Regions from separate parts of the Mus musculus genome. Here region 2 is linked to region 1. A link is a contact called in public HiChIP or PLAC-seq data. All regions are on one chromosome and are shown on one strand. The core of a region is the stretch at or near the end of the contact, and the rest is flanking DNA. Distances in the headings are between cores, read along the strand shown.

What was found. HiChIP or PLAC-seq counts read pairs in DNA pulled down with a chosen protein or histone mark.
Region 2: an H3K4me3 HiChIP or PLAC-seq map of embryonic basal ganglia shows a contact between it and region 1, with 6 times the contacts expected there. The contact joins the promoter of Vwde here to the enhancer-like site in region 1. A contact is called at or near these places in 9 of 39 promoter capture datasets (the C10 cell line, cranial neural crest, embryonic stem cells and 6 more), 1 of 115 datasets of contacts at active chromatin or transcription factors (embryonic basal ganglia) and 2 of 9 other capture datasets (embryonic stem cells and liver).

What each region holds. Positions count from the first base shown.
Region 1 is chr6:12,335,863-12,339,521 of GRCm38.p6, reverse strand. Thsd7a (thrombospondin, type I, domain containing 7A) reads left to right here. Exons shown (of 28, transcript NM_001164805.1): 18 at 797-941; 19 at 2,155-2,270. Among named protein-coding and RNA genes, the nearest start is that of Gm38583, 99 kb to the left of the region's middle. Within about 2 kb of position 2,086, at least 7 of the 459 cell types and tissues checked have an H3K27ac peak or open chromatin away from gene starts, as enhancers often do. A contact at or near this core is called in embryonic basal ganglia and second pharyngeal arch cranial neural crest, where this site is marked.
Region 2 is chr6:13,223,123-13,227,054 of GRCm38.p6, reverse strand. Vwde (von Willebrand factor D and EGF domains) reads left to right here and starts at 2,090. Exons shown (of 30, transcript NM_001368871.1): 1 at 2,090-2,261. The coding sequence starts at 2,192.

The DNA of each region.
Region 1 (3,659 bases), core at 837-3,336:
CACTTATTATAGGCAAATACACAAATTAGAATTAAAATAATTACCAATTTCCATTATTTTATTGGAAATAAATGTGTTACTACTTCTAGGTTTTCTTGCTTTCATCCCCCAGTATAGGGGAATGCCAATGCCAAGAAGTGGGAGTGGGTGGGTTGGGGAGCAGGGTGAAAGGGAAGAGGATAGGGGATTTTTGGACAGGAAAATAGGAAAGGGGATAACATTTGGAATGTAATTAAATAAAATATCTAATAAAAGAAATAAATGATTTAAGAGACCAAAACATCCTAAGTAATGAAAGAAACAACTACTCTTTGATTCAGCCCTTAATATACTTATTATATCATGTATAAAATATTTGAATTTTAGTTAATTCATTAATGTACTATTATATGTACTTTTATGAATTCAGAATTTTATATATATATATATATATATATATATATATATATATACACACACACACACACACATTTTACATCAGTCAGGATTATTATACCTCAGAGTTTTTTGAGAAAGACCTGTGTGACTAAGTTGTGAATAATTGACATGACTGTCTAAGAAAATTGCTAATTTTTTTGTAAGTAATGGTGTTTTGATGAAGGATACTGCATAGGGGAGTAACATTAAGCCAAAGAAATCTTAAGGGAGCAAAATTTCTCTAGAAGGATGGAGTTTCACTACTGAAAACCATGTGGGATAGCTACTTGAGACATGTGTGTGAGGTGATGATGAATCAGAATATACACAATAATATGTAAGTTTACCTTTCTTAAAAACTGGTATTGTTCTCTGTAAGCCTTGCAATCCAAGTGGTTCGAGGCAAAGGTCAGCCGATCCCATCAGACAGCCTGCTGATGAAGGAAGAGCCTGCCCTGATGCTGTGGAGAAAGAGCCCTGTAGCCTGAACAAAAATTGTTACCACTATGACTATAATGTCACAGGTAAAGCACCTCATCGTGTCCTTATACATTCTGATGCTTCTTCCAGTAGGAATCGACTCCAGACATTCTCAAATCCCAGGCCAGCTCTACCTGTGTGCCATTTAGACACAGTTTAAACTCTGAGACATAATCAGTGTCACATGACAGAAGTAGTCATCTGTTTTACTTTTTTTTAGAAATCATCAAAATAAAAAGAATAAAAGTGTGCAAAGACTATATTTATGAAGTATGTGATAAATACTCAAAATGATCTTTTTTAAAATCTCCTATTTTGAGATTATGGAAAATATTTTCTTTTTTATCAGATATTTGATTGTTACATATACATAAATAATTCTTGAGACACTGGAACATTTGTGAACATTGACATGATATAAAATGTCCATAGTCTTAAAAATAATTATCAGAAAAGTAGACTTGTGATAAATTGCATTTATTTCTTAAATTTCAGTTAATATCATCAAAATATACACATCAACAATATTTTATTGGTTCATATGGTTTGGTACAATGTTGAAGCTAACTTGGATTTTTTTCCTAGTAATGTTTATGTTGAAAAAAAGCTCAAGAAATTGAAGAAAGACACATAGCAGTTGCACTGGCTTATGTCTCTTAGTTTTCTCTACAATTTGCTTTGATGCCACAAAGGAAATCAAAGTTCTCTAGGGTACATTGTACTATCCTGGAGAAAGATGAAAAAATGGTTTTAGGAAAAGATACAAAATAAGAGAATTTAATAAATATGCTGAATTTATTTACAAAATGAGTTTGTACTTTTAAAGACTTTTACTTCCTGCAAATGAATGAAGTACATAGTATTAATATAACTACATAGAGCACCATCCATTAAAATTATTTTGCTAAAAGATGCATAATTGTACATTTTTATTTCTATTCTTCTTTTAAAAGTTTTGACATGGTATTGATCTGTGCGACCAAGTCATTTTTACAATATCACTAAATAGCTAGCTGTCAAGACTGTCGAGTAGACATCTGCCTCAAAAAATAATCCCCACCGCTATGTGCAACCTCAGCAATTTCATTTGACTCCTAATATGTTCAAATCTGGGACCCATATGCTCTGCATGTGGGATGATTGATTGAGGGGCTTAGGAAGCAGTTGTGAATTAGGCATGGGATTCAGGTCATCAGAGTTTCATCTGACGTCTGTTACATGCACCGCCTTCTGTTCTGATGGGTCTTTTTCATTCAGACTGGAGTACGTGTCAGCTGAGCGAGAAGGCAGTTTGTGGGAATGGCATTAAAACAAGGATGTTGGACTGTGTTCGAAGTGATGGCAAGTCCGTTGACCTAAAGTACTGTGAAGAGGTGGGTGAGTGTTGAGTTAAATCTTTGAAGGAATTCTTCCCTGATAATTTGAATTCACATGGAGCCAAGTGGCATTTGCTCCACCCACTTGCATGGGCAACAGCTGTTTTCACAGGCTGTCTAGTGCCCTCTTGAAAAGAGACAGTATCCACGCTACCGATTTCCACAGATAATTTCCTGTACTTTGTTCTGCTTGGAGCCCTGAGGTATGCTAATTAGCCAATTCTGGAAAAAAATGCTTAGGAAACAATAAGCAATCAAGGTGAATAAAAGCAATAAATCTTAATCAGACCATTCATCATCTTTTGTAATTTGATGTGATTTGGGTGCAGAGCTTGGATACCTGCCAAGATGCATCATTTATTCTTTTTGTTGCTAAACATTGATCACATGCAGTTTCAGAGCAGATTTTGATATGAAGATCTGATACCCAGCTGTGAAAATCTAAGTACTTAGGTCTCAGGTCTGGATAAGAGAGCTCAGTGCTCCAGCAAAGCAGTGAAGTCTGTCACTAATAGCTTTAAGGCTCAGAGATGTCGTTTATAGTTAATCGTCAAAGCAAAGTAATGCTATGATTCTTAGCTCCGGCGTTCTGGGCAGCAGAGATACGTGGCATTGGCCTTTCTCTTTTTCATGAAGCTACACCTTGCATGGAAGAGATTTCTGTCTGATTTTTCACACCACAAAGGCAATGACGTTCCTGTCCTTTCACTCCCTGTGCTTCTGATATGCACAGGGTCATTTTTCAGACCAAAATAAGCAAGAGCTTCAGTAGATGTGAAACAGAATTTTCTTAACTCTCAAGGGAAAGAAAGCCACCAGTGGAAACTACTTGAACCCACTTAGTGCCGTTGTCAATGTGCATGTAACTTTAACTTCCTCACATCTCTGTCTATAGGGATGGACTTCTAGAGGCTCTGAAAACATTGCTTTGTTTAGACAATAAATGTCTCCCTGTAAAATCTTGTTTACCAACCTATTTATATGTTAAATTAAAGTAAGTTAAAATCAGGTTTTTTTAATATTATAATTTAAGCAATATAACCAACAGTAAATAACAATTTTGTGCTTGAAGATGATTACAACAAAAACTAACATCCCGGAGAATGGTAGGTGATCCTGCTCGGGGTGATTAGTGTAGTCTCTGGCAAACACCCAGGAAAATTTCCTCCTTACAAGAATGTGAAATGAGACTGCTTTAGTAGTAAAGCCCAATGCATTCAGGACTCTTTTAAATTGCTTCTTTTGCTTTGTGAATTTTGCAGGGACAACTGCAGGTTCAGATCCTAACACCCTAGCAAATGCTGTCTTCAGGGAAAACTAAGCTGCTCTCTGTGGGAATTAAACAACACACATACCATTTTATGCATCCCTATGAGTCCAGCTGGA
Region 2 (3,932 bases), core at 841-3,340, 890 kb before region 1:
TCTCAGGGCTTGAATAGTTTTATCCATCTTTTTATTTTTTGTATTTTTTCTTTTGTATTTTTTAAGGAATGTACTGACTTCTTCCATTTTTTTAATTTCTCTTTTCTTTAAGAGATTTTTGTTTCATTTCCTCTTTAATCCTTCATCATTTTCATGAAGTTTGTTGTAAGGTCATTTTCCTGTGCTTGAGCTGTATTGAAATTCAGGTTTTGCTGTCATTGAATAACTGTCCTATGGTTGTGGCACATTGCCCTGGCTGTTGTGGATTGTGTTTTTACACTGACATTTGGATTTGAGATGATTATAGCTCTACGTGCTGGTTTTGAGTTTGTTTTTGTTGGATGGTTCTTTTGTCTGTTGGTTTCTATTTCTACTTTGGCTTTCTATTCTTTTTGGCCTGGATCTGGTGGCCTACAGGATTCCCTAATCAGAAAGGAGTCTCTCTGAAGTCTTCTAGAGCTGGGGGCAGTGGCCTAGCAGCAGGGTAGGCATTGAGGTATAGAAGAGCAGTGATGCTGAATCTAGGGAGTGGGACAGTTCCGCTGACAGGTAGCACACTCACTTTTTTTTTTTTTTTTTTTTTGACTGGTGTGGCCTGCACCAAAGCAGGGGACGTCCACCAGAGTTGAGGGCAGGGCAGTGAGGTAATAGTAGATGGGTCTTTGTGATAGAGTCTAGGCAGTGGGGGCCAGTTCTGCTAGTAGATTGGTTACTCACCTGTTTTTCTGATGGTCTGCTAAGAGACAATTTCTCTTTTATATTACAAGGAATAAGTATGTAATTTAAAACAGAATTTCTTAATGCTTGTGGTATCCTCTATCTTCTGCACTGAGTCCCACCTTGTCTATATAATTCTATAGGGAGAACTGTGATCTGAATCCAGCAGGTCCCTCCAGGAAACACTTTGTTCACCAATGTCTCTTTTCCCCTCGAGTCAAGGCTGGTCAGGGTAAAGTCCTAGGTGATTGATCAGGGAATTCTGGGTCTAAAACTTCCAGAGAAAAATCATTGAGATTTAAAACATTAAATCACACACACAAGCACACACACATATGAACATATATATACACAGTTTCAAAGGGATCTGCTTTCTTTACAGAGGCAAATACACCTCTGAAGACTCAAACCACTCTCAGGTTTCCCAGCAACCAGGAAGGCCTTTTCCTTTGCTGAAGCATCCTGGGTCAGCACTAGACAGCCTAGTCAGCTCACCTACACGCACAAAGAGCTGGCACCACACTGATACCAGTCACTCTTTCCTTTCTGAGTTGTGGGGGCAGAAATGTAGACAACGGCATCAAAGGAGACAACAAGGGCAGCTTCTGGGAAGCAGGCTCACCTGAAGAAGCAAAGCAAAGCAAAGCATAGAGGCAGCTGCAAGTTTAAGGCTGCATCTACCCTGTCAAAGGAAATGATGGTTCAGTTCGTAAAGTGCTTGCCGTGCAGTAGTAACAATTTGATTTCAATTCCCAGAGCTCACTCAAGAAAGCCTTCTTGTAATCATACCACTGGCTGAGATCCCTGGACTTCATTGGCCAACCATCCTAGACTATTCGGGAGGCTAACAAGAGACTCTATCTTAAGTCACCAGTGCTTGACAAATGATACCTTCGGTTAGCCTCTGGTCTCCACAAGAAAAGATGTGTGTTATAACCAGATGGTGATGTCTTCTTCCTGTAATCCCAGTATTTAAGGGGTCAAAGGATGAGAATTGTAAGTTCAAAGTCAATCTGATCTAAGATGAGGCACCCTACAGTCAACGAACAACAACAACAACAAAATCCTTTCCAAACCCCACCAAAAACAGTCTAGATTTTTTTTGGAGAGCTTGCACTTGAGCAGTTTTTCACTATTTGTTAGGAGTAAGAGCTAAATCCCAGAGCTCCTAGAAGGCTATGTTAATGCAGATGACATCCTTGGTGATAGGTGATAGGATATCCAATACCTGCTGGGTGATCTGGGTCCCTGTGGACAGCTTGGGCGTGGCTTTCAGAGAGGTGGGTAGCCGGGTTGGGAGGAGTCTAGGGCTGGCTCTAGGGACCAGAAGTCTCCCTTAGAAGCACTCATTTGGACTCGTAGCTCCTATGAAGGCTGACCTGCAACAAACTCTGAGAAAGTCCAGGGAGTAGAGGACTGGGGTCAGGTTTTCCCGATCTGTGATACGGGCAGTGACCCGTGCACAACCCTAGCAATGAGGGGCGGAGCCTGGGCACGGCTGGTGACTGCGCTGATGCTCCTGGTCCAGGGAAAATGCCAGCAAGGTAAGTGGCTGGAGAGGGCGCATAGAGGCGCACTGCCTGAAGCTGAGTTAGGACGAGCGGCTGAATCACTGGCGTCCCCCAGACATCTAGGTGCCTTTCTCAGCCAGCTGCTCCTGGAATTTAAGCTCAGGCTGCCCGAGAACTTCCTTTTGGAATCCCTTGGTCTTGTTTTGGTTTCTTTTGTTCCATGCAGATCTCCTGATCTTTAAACTCCTTTAATTTAATGCAAGAACCATTGCGGAATCTGCCCGGATACCATACCGGAAAGAGGATCGGAACTAGTTAGAAACTAATGATCACTACTCCAGACCACCTCTGGAAACAATTGGTGAAAGCTTCATTTCCAAGTGCACTACTGAGCTAGTATTGTGTATAATAGCGTTCCCATCATTTAGTACCGTTTCCTGCCGCGAAAGAGAGCTTGATGAGAAAGAAACTCCTACCTACTTCATCAAAGCTTGACAGAGAAGTATTCAGCCGAGTGACGTTAATGACATAAAAAAGAGCCAAGTCCCTTAACCTTTCTGAGCGTCTTTGTGCTCTTATTGATAGGAATATTAAACAAAAGGTCACTTAGTCTTGTAAGTCAGATTTTTTGGTGAAAGTAAATGATGTGCACAGCTCTCTGCAGCTTGAAGAAAAACCACATGAGCCATGTCTAAAGGTTGAACAGATAATTGTCTTTGTGCCGTCTTGTCAACCTTGAGCAGTTTTATTAACATAAGTTTGGCCTGAAAAAGCAGGAGAGAGAAAAAAGTCGGCATTTCCCATGTGAATAATAATAATAATAATAATAATAATAATATCAACAACACTCGATTTATTTCTGAAAATGCATTTCCTGTGCATTTATCTGTGGCTTAAGTTTGTTAGATTTACCAGGTATTCAGAAAAAGCTTTTCTTAAACGAACATGATAGTCGTAAATATTCATAGGCAGAAGAGTGTGACTGGATGCAGGTATCTAGAGTCTAAAGAACAGATCAGTCATTACGATACCTGTCTTCTTAAAGCTGTTTTAATTTTTCTTTTCTAGTTCTTTATACAATATAGAATACATTCTAGTCAACTGTAGTCAAAACACTGTGTTGGAGAACATTATCACTTACCCCTTGTAGATATTCTCAAGCCTATTTAAAAAATCAACTTTTCCCTCACCCCCTGCCCTTCCTAACCCTATAGAAGAAAATCCATTAAGAATTTCTGGAACTCATAAACAATAAGTACTAATTATGCAGCCATTGTGTTTGCAGAAGATGCTTCTAAGCATATTTATTGGAGTATTCTAATATTAAGAAAGATGTTTCTAAGTTTACTGTAAACCACATTAACAACTCTATTAGGATGTTGTGTAGGCCATACAGATCACTCACCTACACTGTGCTATGATTTTAGTACATCCACAAATATGTACAGCTCTTACAGGTAATTACTATTCTGCTTTTTGTTTTAGGTATTTGTCTTGCCTGTGTATTTGTATTTTAATAAACAGGATCATATTAAAGGAATTATCTTTCACATAATATAATGTTTTAAAGATGTGCCCTGATACCGTATGGCTCAGAGCTTTACTTTTTTAAGGCTGAAAAGTATTTCAACTCTAAAGAGTGCATTTTGTATTTTCTGTCAATGGAATTTCTTTGCTTCTTTCTTTCTGCTTTTATAGATAATG